2 separate regions of the Mus musculus genome follow, and region 2 is linked to region 1. Evidence: chromatin contacts called from public targeted proximity ligation data. All regions are on one chromosome and are shown on one strand. The core of a region is the stretch at or near the end of the contact, and the rest is flanking DNA. Distances in the headings are between cores, read along the strand shown. Region 1 has its middle 75 kb from the start of Slc22a8. Region 2 holds the start of Slc3a2 (solute carrier family 3 (activators of dibasic and neutral amino acid transport), member 2).

Region 1 (4,534 bases), core at 830-3,329:
CCTGGATTTCTTGTAAATGGTGATGATCTACTGTTCCAGGATAAACTATAAGTCCTTGCATAGTCAGCGATCCTCGCCCTATTATCAGGCCCACTGTTCCTGAAGGTAAGGGTTCCCGGGCCTCAACTGGAATAGGCTGAACATTCATTTGTGGCATGAGTAGGAAGTCGGTGGTGGAACGCAGTTCCACTGATGCGATTCCTCAGGGTTCATTTTCTCTAAGTTGCTCTGGCTTTTGATAAACCAATTCCCATATTTGTGAGGGCCCTGGGATCGGGGGCCCACAACCCCATTTTTTTGGTAGGCGGTTGTCAGATTCACTGATTGGGGGCAGGAGCCTCCCCTTCATATCACGAATTGAGCGGCATTCACTAGCTTTGTGATAACCCTTTCCACAACGAGAGCAAAGAGTAGCCACCCGGGCCCGCTCTGGGAGGGGGCAGTTTTTCTTTAGGTGGCCTATCTTTCCACAGTTAAAACAAGCTCTTTGTTTGCTGGTAGAGGGGCACTTTTGTGATTGTAATATGGCTGCAGCCAGCCCTGCATTAGTAAGTGGACCTCCTAGTTCTCTACATACCCTAAGCCAATCTTGCAATCCCTTGTTTTTTCTTGGCGTGATTGCAGTCCTGCATTCCTGTGTGGCCTGCTCATAAATGAGCTGTTCAATTAACGGCATGGCCTGTTCAGGGTCTCCAAAAACCCTTCCTGCGGCCTCTGTCATTCTCAATACAAAGTCTGAGAACGGCTCCTGGGGGCCCTGGATAATCTTTGTAAGGTAGCCTCCAGCTTCTCCCTTTCTTGTAAGAGCTTTCCAAGCCTTAATGGCAGCCGCTGATATTTGAGCATATGCTCCCCAATGATAATTAGTCTGATTGGCAGCATACTGTCCTTGGCCTGTTAATAATTCAAAAGTCCATTGCCTCTGATTATCATCTTCTGCCACAGCATTAATTCTTGCCTGATTCTGGGCAGCATCGTACCACAATGCTTTCCATTCCATGTATTGTCCCATATTAGGTAGAGTGGCCTTAACTGTCATTTGCCAGTCTGCCAGAGTCATTGCTACATTGGCAAATCTCTCGACCTATACTAAGGTGAAGTTGGCATTGACTCCATAATTACAGACAGATTCGGCAAGTTCCTTAATTTGTTGATATTTTACAGGAGCATGTATGCGTCCTGCACCATCTCCAGCACTGAAAACTGGAAAAGCCATCTGAATCTTTTTTAGTTCCTCCTGAGGCAGAAAGGAACTAGCACCATATCTTGATTCATATGGTGGAGGCGCTGAGGGCTTGGGTGACAGCTGTATGCCCCCCCTTTTATTAACTTTTTGCTGTGCTCTTTGATCAGGGCCATACCTTTCCTCTTCATATCTTGCTGCTTCCTCTTCTAATTCTGCCTCTTCACTAGGGTCTAAATCATCAGAATCTGAGCTATCAAGTTCTAGGGCTTCTAGCTCTCAAGTGGAATAGATATTACTAAGTTTACCTGTAGGGGGCGTGTTTTCACCTTCCCCTTTTTTCACTCCCCCCTTTTCTAACTTCCAAGGAGGTCCTTTTTCCTTAGACATGTCTTTTTTCTTTTTACGAGCTCCTAATCTCTCGCTCCGTTCGGTTTCTGACATGCTGTCCTGAACCTCCTCTAACGTCTCTTGTACCTCAACCACTGCAGGTTGGCAGGTCTCATCTTCTAAGCAGTTCTTTACTAATTTCCAAATTGCCTTAGTGCCTAGGCGTAAGTCTCCTTCCTCAAATTTTCTATCTAGGTCTCTTCCTAGTTTATTCCACGAGGCTGTGGTCAGGGAACCTGAACAAGCATACCATGGGGCAACACAATCAGTCTCTTTGACAAAATTTTGTACAGTGCGTATGGAAATCTTGAGGTCTCTCTGCTTAAGGACAATTTGCAATGCGTCCACTACTGACTGTGATGACCCCATTGTGCCTGCGGTATATCTACATCCGACTTAAGGCACACTGAAGCAGAAAGTGAAAGTAAAGTGCCATGCTCCACTTCAAAAGCAGAAGTCCGTCCCTGAAGCAGCAGTCTGCTCTCAAAGCAGAAGTCTGCTCCCGGAGCAGAAGTGAAAGTAAAGTGCCACACTCCGCTCTCTTATCTACGAGGGACTGACTGAGCTTGACAGTGCTGCCACTTGTTTACGTAGGACTGACCACAACTCAAGGTTAACACTAACTACGATAAACACAATAAGACACCAGGAGAAAGAAAACAAACGCCAGGATTACAAAAACCAAAGCTTCTACCAACCTGTCCCACGGTGCTTCTAGATTGAGACCAAAGTCAAAGGGAACAACAGGCTCATGGTCAGACATATCTCTCCGAACTTACCTTCCACTGCAGTTCTGGATCCGCCCCATCTCCGGGGGCGACGGGGGGGGGGGGGGGGGTTCTCCTCAGTGCTGGCAATGTTGTAGAATTCCTGGGATTTCAGCACCAGATGTCCCTGTGTGATAAGGAGTCTCGTCAGCAAGGACACACACACAGGACACACTCAGATCCTTCTGCAGCAAAACTTTAATGCATCTCGAGAAAAAGATAATCAGCTTCTGGGGAGGAGAACCAGAACACAGGAAACTCGGTCCTTAAATAGACCACAAGAGCGGTTGGAGATGAATTTCACCCTGACTGGTTGCTCACCATTAGCCCAGATGACACCACGGGACAGGCAGGGCACAAGGAATGGAAAAATACCACAGCACATGCGCAGACTACTTGTTTACCAGTTAGAACACTGGATATCAGCACCATCTTGTAATGGCGATTGCAAGGGCGGATCCTCACAAGACTTCAACACACCACTTTCACCAATGGGCAGATCATGGAAACAGAAACTAAACAGAGACACAGTGAAACTAACAGAAGTTATTAAACAAATGGATCTAAGAGATATCTACAGAAAATTTTTCCTAAAACAAAAGGATATACCTTCCTCTCAGCACCTCATGGTACCTTCTCCAAAACTGACCACATAATTGGTCACAAAACAAGCCTCAACATATACAAAAATATTGAAATTGTTCCATGCATCCTATCAGATCACCATGGACTAAGGCTAATCTTCAATAACAAAATAAATAATAGAAAGCCAACATTCACGTGGAAACTGAACAATACTCTTCTCAATGATACCTTGGTCAAGGAAGGAATAAAGAAAGAAATTAAGGACTTTTTGGAGTTTAATGAAAATGAAGCCACAACATACCCAAACTTATGGGACACAATGAAAGCATTTCTAAGAGAAAAGCTCATACCTCTGAGTGCCTCCAGAAAGAAACTACAGAGAGCACACATTAGCAGCTTGACAACACACCTAAAAGCTCTAGAACAGAAGGAAACAAATTCACCCAAGAGGAGTAGACAGCAGGAAATAATAAAACTCAGGGACGGAATCAACCAAGTGGAAACAAGAACTATTCAAAGAATCAACCAAATGAGGAGCTGGTTCTTTGAGAAAATCAACAAGATAGACAAACCCTTAGCCAGACTCACTAGAGGGCACAGGGAAAGCATCCTAATTAACAAAATCAGAAATGAAAAGGGAAACATAAAAACAGATCCTGAAGAAATCCAAAACACCATCAGATCATTCTACAAAAGGCTATACTCAACAAAACTGGAGAACCTGGATGAAATGGACAAGTTTCTAGATAGATACCAGGTACCAAAGTTAAATCAAGATCAGTTTAATGATCTAAACAGTCCTATATCCCCTAAAGAAATAGAAGCAGTCATTAATAGCCTCCGAACCAAAAAAAGCCCAGGACCAAATGGGTTTAGTGCAGAGTTCTATCAGACCTTCAGAGAAGATCTAATCCCAGTTCTTCACAAACTATTCCACAAAATAGAAACAGAAGGTACTCTACCCAACTCATTTTATGAAGCCACAATTACTCTGATACCTAAACCACGAAAAGACCCAACAAAGATAGAGAACTTCAAACCAATTTCCCTTGTGAATATCAATGCAATAATCCTCAATAAAGTTCTCACTAACTGAATCCAAGAACACATCAAAACAATCATCCATCCTGACCAAGTAGATTTCATCCCAGGGATACAGGGATGGTTCAATATATGGAAATCCATCAACGTAATCCAGTATATAAACAAACTCAAAGACAAAAACCACATGATCATCTTGTGAGATGCTGAGAAAGCATTTGACAAAATCCAACACCCATTCATGATAAAAGTCTTGGAAAGATCAGGAATTCAAGGCCCATGCCTAAACATGATAAAAGCAATCTACAGGAAACCAGTAGCCAACATCAAAGTAAATGGTGAGAAGCTAGAAGCAATCCCACTAAAATCAGGGACTAGGCAATGCTGTTCAATCCCTCCCTACCCATTCAACATTGAAGTCCTAGCCAAAGCAATTCGACAACAAAAGGAGATCGAGGGGATATCAGCAAGATTTTGCTGAAGGGACCCTGATATAGCTATCATGAGTGAGGCTATGCCAGTGCCTGGAAAATACAGAAGTAGATGCTCACAGTCATCTATAGGATGG
Region 2 (4,534 bases), core at 914-3,413, 200 kb after region 1:
GGTATTCCTGCTTGGGAGAACCACACAGTGCACAGGAGGCTTGCTGTGAATAAATCCACACAGCACCAACATCTGTATGCTGTCGGCCATAAAACCTCACCTTCATTTTGGTGGCTACAATGTCAGCCTGAGCAGGGAGGAACCACGCATTCTGGCCCTGGTAGTTGGGAGTGAGGTCCAAAATGATGTGAATGCCTAGAAAAATAACGAGTTGAGAGAACTCCTTTGGGGAAGAAGAGGAAACAAGGAACTTGAACACAGGTTACTAGGTGAACCTACATACGGTTTGCACAGAATCTGAAGGAAACCCACAAAAGCCCTCAGGTGGTTTTATACTAGAGCAGTTCCTCCTCCGCCCACACACACACACACACACAAGTTTCCATACTGAGGTTTTGGTTTCTTTCTTATTTTCCCCTCCCATGAAGTCAGGGTTCTGTGTATGTGGGCGGGCTGCCTGAGGATAAATAAGCCCCTACATCTCCTTCCCAAGTGTGGGGTTATAGGCACATGCTGCTTGTGTTGTGCTGAGGAATCAAACTCAGGTCTTCATGGATCCTAGACAAGCACTCTTACAAACTGAGCTACGTTGTCAGCCCTCTATAGTGAACTCTAAAGCAGCATTTGAATCTCTTCTATATATAGGATCTACTTTATACATTTAAAAGCCATTTATTTTATCGAGCCATGGTGACACACTTAAGTCTAGCACTCGGGACCAGGGGAGCTCTGTAAACTCTCATCCGGCCTGGTCATGGTAGTCAGGTACAGGCCAACCAATTACATGGTGAGACCCTACCTGAGAACCAAAACCAAAATAAATACATAAAAATTACGCTCACGCATGAAGCACATTTTTTAGTGTAAATCATAACATATTCCCCCTTGTGCCTGACACAAAAAAACTGAGCCAGTTAGGAGAAAAATCAGACAAAAACTCTATCCTGTTTCTGGGCCAGAATGCCAAACCCTTTCTAGTTCCTTAGAAAGACCTACTCTTTTTCTTGGCACTTTGTAGAAGGTCTTTAAAATCTTCCTGGGAGCCCAAAGTGGGATTAATCTGTTTCAGGTCGGTTTCATTGATTTCATCCTTCTGGTTCTTGTGAATTGGGCCTAACACCAGGCCCTTCACCTTCAGGGTGCTCAAGTACTCCAGATGGCTCTTCAGACCTAGGAGGAGAGGGTTGGGTTAACCAATAGGGCATGAAAAGCCTCCAGCCTCCACATTCTCTCCACCACTTCCCGACTCCCTCTGACGCGGGTTGGATCATGAGACAAAGTAGCTGACGCAAGGAGTCTCACACATTACTTCAGAAACTGGTTTGAACTGGCTCAGGGCCGCGTGGTTGGGGGAGGGGAGAGGAGAAAGATGATGTGCTGAGTCAGGCACCCTTAGGAAGAAGTAGGGGTCCGGCTAGCGTTTTTTTTTTTTTTTTTTTAAAGAAAGGGGGGGGGATTTTTGCCAGGGAGTCGTCCCAAAAAAAATAGGTTGCAGTAAAGAATCACCAGCGTTCTAGAGAAGACGAGGAGGAAGGAAAAAAGCAGCAGAATGCCCGATTAAACGAGGGATTCATGGGGGCAAGGGATGAGGGTGCACACCCTACTCACCAGCTATGCCTCCCGCATCCCGGCCTACAAAGGCCTGAAGGTCGCCGATGCGGTAGAGGGCGCCCTTGTGCCACCACCTCTGTACAGGCAGCTCACGGCAGCGCGGCGCCCGAACGATGATAACCACGGCGCCCGCCAGCATGCCCAGCCAACCGAGCCAGAAGAGCAGCAGCAGCGCCCAGCGGGTGCGCACCCAGCCAGGGCTGCCCGCTACCTTCAGTAGCTCCTCCTTGGATAAGCCGGTGAACTTGACCCCGGCCTCCGTCTCGTCCTCCGCCACCTTGATCTTCACCAGACCGTTCTTCTCCCCGGCCGCCGCCCCGTCCGCTGCATTCATGGGCTGCTTCTCCGGTTCTAGCTCGTTCAGCTCCACATCTTTCATGTCCACTTCGGTGTCCTGGCTCATGGTGCCTGCAGAAACGGTGACACGACACGGCCTGTAGTCAGTGAGGCAGCTCTAATCCTGCCTGGATCCCCGTTCAGAGAGGCGTCCCGTGGCCGTGAGGCTAGCAGAGCTTCCTAACTGCTTCTGCCGCTGGGCGGGTGTGGCGGCGGGGAAGTGACCCAGGACTCCGCCCCGGTCCGCCTCTTAAAGAGATGCAGAGAAGTCTTTTCGCACCTCCAGCCTCGCTGAATACTCCCGTCTATCCCTAACGCTTATTCCTGCAAGAGTCTGGGAAGGGGAGCTTGTGGTCAGAAACCCTTAGAATAACAAACGTGAATTTGTCTTGACCAGGTTTCAAAGCCCCTCCTCCGACCTTCCGGCCCCTTACCCTGCGAGGCCTCTTTTCTCTCCACAAGATGACACCAGTCTCCATCCACATCGTGATCCCTTCGCCCCAAGCACGGCTCAGGCTGATCTCCCCAACTTCACACAGACCTTGGCACTACATCTCACTTCTGCTTTACGTACATCTTCTCATACTCCGGACTTAGCTGAGTTCCTGGATTCTCCTCGGGGCTTACACGTACTCACCTTTCAAGACTCCTTGAATTTAATTCCTCAGGCAGCAACTATTTACTGGGCACCCACTCCAATCCTTTGCTTCATCAACTGCATAGGATCAACTCTAATCCGTTCTTCTTGATTTTAAAATTCAACTGCAGAATTGAAGTGGTCACTACCCTTATTATCTTACCCTAGTTACTAGCAAGAATGTTGGATTACTGGGAATCAGGCATCCAGAAGAGATTAATGGGGCTGTAATAAACATTCCGAAGGTATTGAGGCACCTACCCTTTTAATATACAAGCTGTTCTAACTCTTTTTTTCTTTTTTTTTTAACTATTTACTATTTTTTAACTATTTACTCACTTATTATATGTGACTACACTGTAGCTGTCTTCAGATGCACCAGAAGAACTATTTACTCACTTATTATATGTGACTACACTGTAGCTGTCTTCAGATGTACCAGAAGAGGGCGTCAGAACTCGTTACAGATGGTTGTGAGCCACCATGTGGTTCCTGGGAATTGAACTCGGGACCTTTGAAAGAGCAGTGAGTGCTCTTAACTGCTGAGCCATCTCTCCAGCCCCTGTTCTAACTCTTAACCACCTTGCAATAACTCTCAAACCCTCTAGTGTGCCGGGCTACATCAGTTGACTATGCTAGGCCCTGGAACCAGCTTAGTTCCCTCACACTTTGAAAGTTTCTCAAATTCCCCCGGCAGAGGTCCTTGGCAAGAGGAAGGGTAAATGGGGCAGACTGGGTTAGCAGCAGGGACAAGTGAAAAGTGAACATCAACTCTAGGAGGTGCCAACAATTTCAGGAACTTTGTGTTCCAATTAGGTTATTTTCAGAGAGAATCGGAAGGAAACAACAGGTCCTTTCTCCCTCTCCCCACGTAGGCCGGCAGCCAAGATTGCTATGTATTTGGAAGAAAGCAGAAGCCAAGGCCAGAACAGTAGAGAGGAAGGGATATGAAAAGTCTCATCACCTGCCACTGTCCTTTTGAATTCCCAAAGTCCTCCCCGGCCTCACTAGAGAAAAGTCTATACACCAGCTCCTAGGAAGAGGGAAGAGGCTAAGGGTCATGCTAGTGTTCATAGTTGATAAGAGTCCTACCTTGCCCTGGGCATGACAGATAAGAAAAGTCCAATGCAGAGTTTATACACAGCGTGAAAGCTCAAGGTTTGTGGACTGTGAAGCAGAAGCACTCCTTGAAAGGGTTTGATGAAATGCTCATTAGAAACATGGTGTTTCAATCAACCAAACTGAAAACAAGATGGATCAAACCAACCAGATGTTCATCTGGAGCCGGGCGTGGTGGCGCACACCTTTGATCCCAGCACTCGGGAGGCAGAGGCAGGTGGATCTCTGAGTTCGAGGCCAGCCTGGTCTACAGAGTGAGTTCCAGGACAGCCATGGCTACACAGAGAAACCCTGTCTCAAAAAACCAAACCAAAGGGCTGGTGAGATGGCTCAGTGGGTAAGAGCACCCTACTGCTCTTCTGAAGGTCCGGAGTTCAAATCCCAGCAACCACATGGTGGCTCACAACCATCCATTAACGAGAGCGTCTGAAGACAGCTACAGTGTACTTACATATAATGAATAAATAAATCTTTAAAAAAAAAAAGACCAAAAAGAGAAAAAAGATGTTCCTCTGGTGAAGGTGCCTAGCCAGCAAACCTGAGCTCACTCCTCAGTGATCAGTGAAGATCAGTGAAAGGAGAACTGATTCCCAGGAGCTGTCTTCTGCCCTCCACACATGCGCACTGCCCTCCACACATGCGCACTGCCCTCCACAAAGTAAGTAAAATTTAAGGTAACACAGTATCTCCCCGCCCCCACCTCCAAGTGGCAGAAATCTATTCCTAAGCATCTTAGAGAGGAGACGTGAGCTCCCATCAGTCTTTTCAGCAGCACCCTTCCTAATCACTACTGTTCAGCCACAGCAGCTTTCTAGCACCTGCCAGAGTCAC

Evidence for each region.
Region 2: a contact with region 1 is called in a targeted proximity ligation map of effector CD8 T cells, with 22 read pairs. A contact is called at or near these places in 1 of 39 promoter capture datasets (the C10 cell line) and 4 of 130 datasets of targeted methods (the 230-238 cell line, effector CD8 T cells, large pre-B cells and 1 more).

What each region holds. Positions count from the first base shown.
Region 1 is chr19:8,516,407-8,520,940 of GRCm38.p6, forward strand. No RefSeq gene overlaps it. Among named protein-coding and RNA genes, the nearest start is that of Slc22a8, 75 kb to the right of the region's middle.
Region 2 is chr19:8,711,734-8,716,267 of GRCm38.p6, forward strand. It overlaps Slc3a2 (solute carrier family 3 (activators of dibasic and neutral amino acid transport), member 2), which reads right to left and starts at 2,164. Exons shown (of 9, transcript NM_008577.4): 1 at 1,609-2,164; 2 at 997-1,170; 3 at 101-195. The coding sequence starts at 2,014.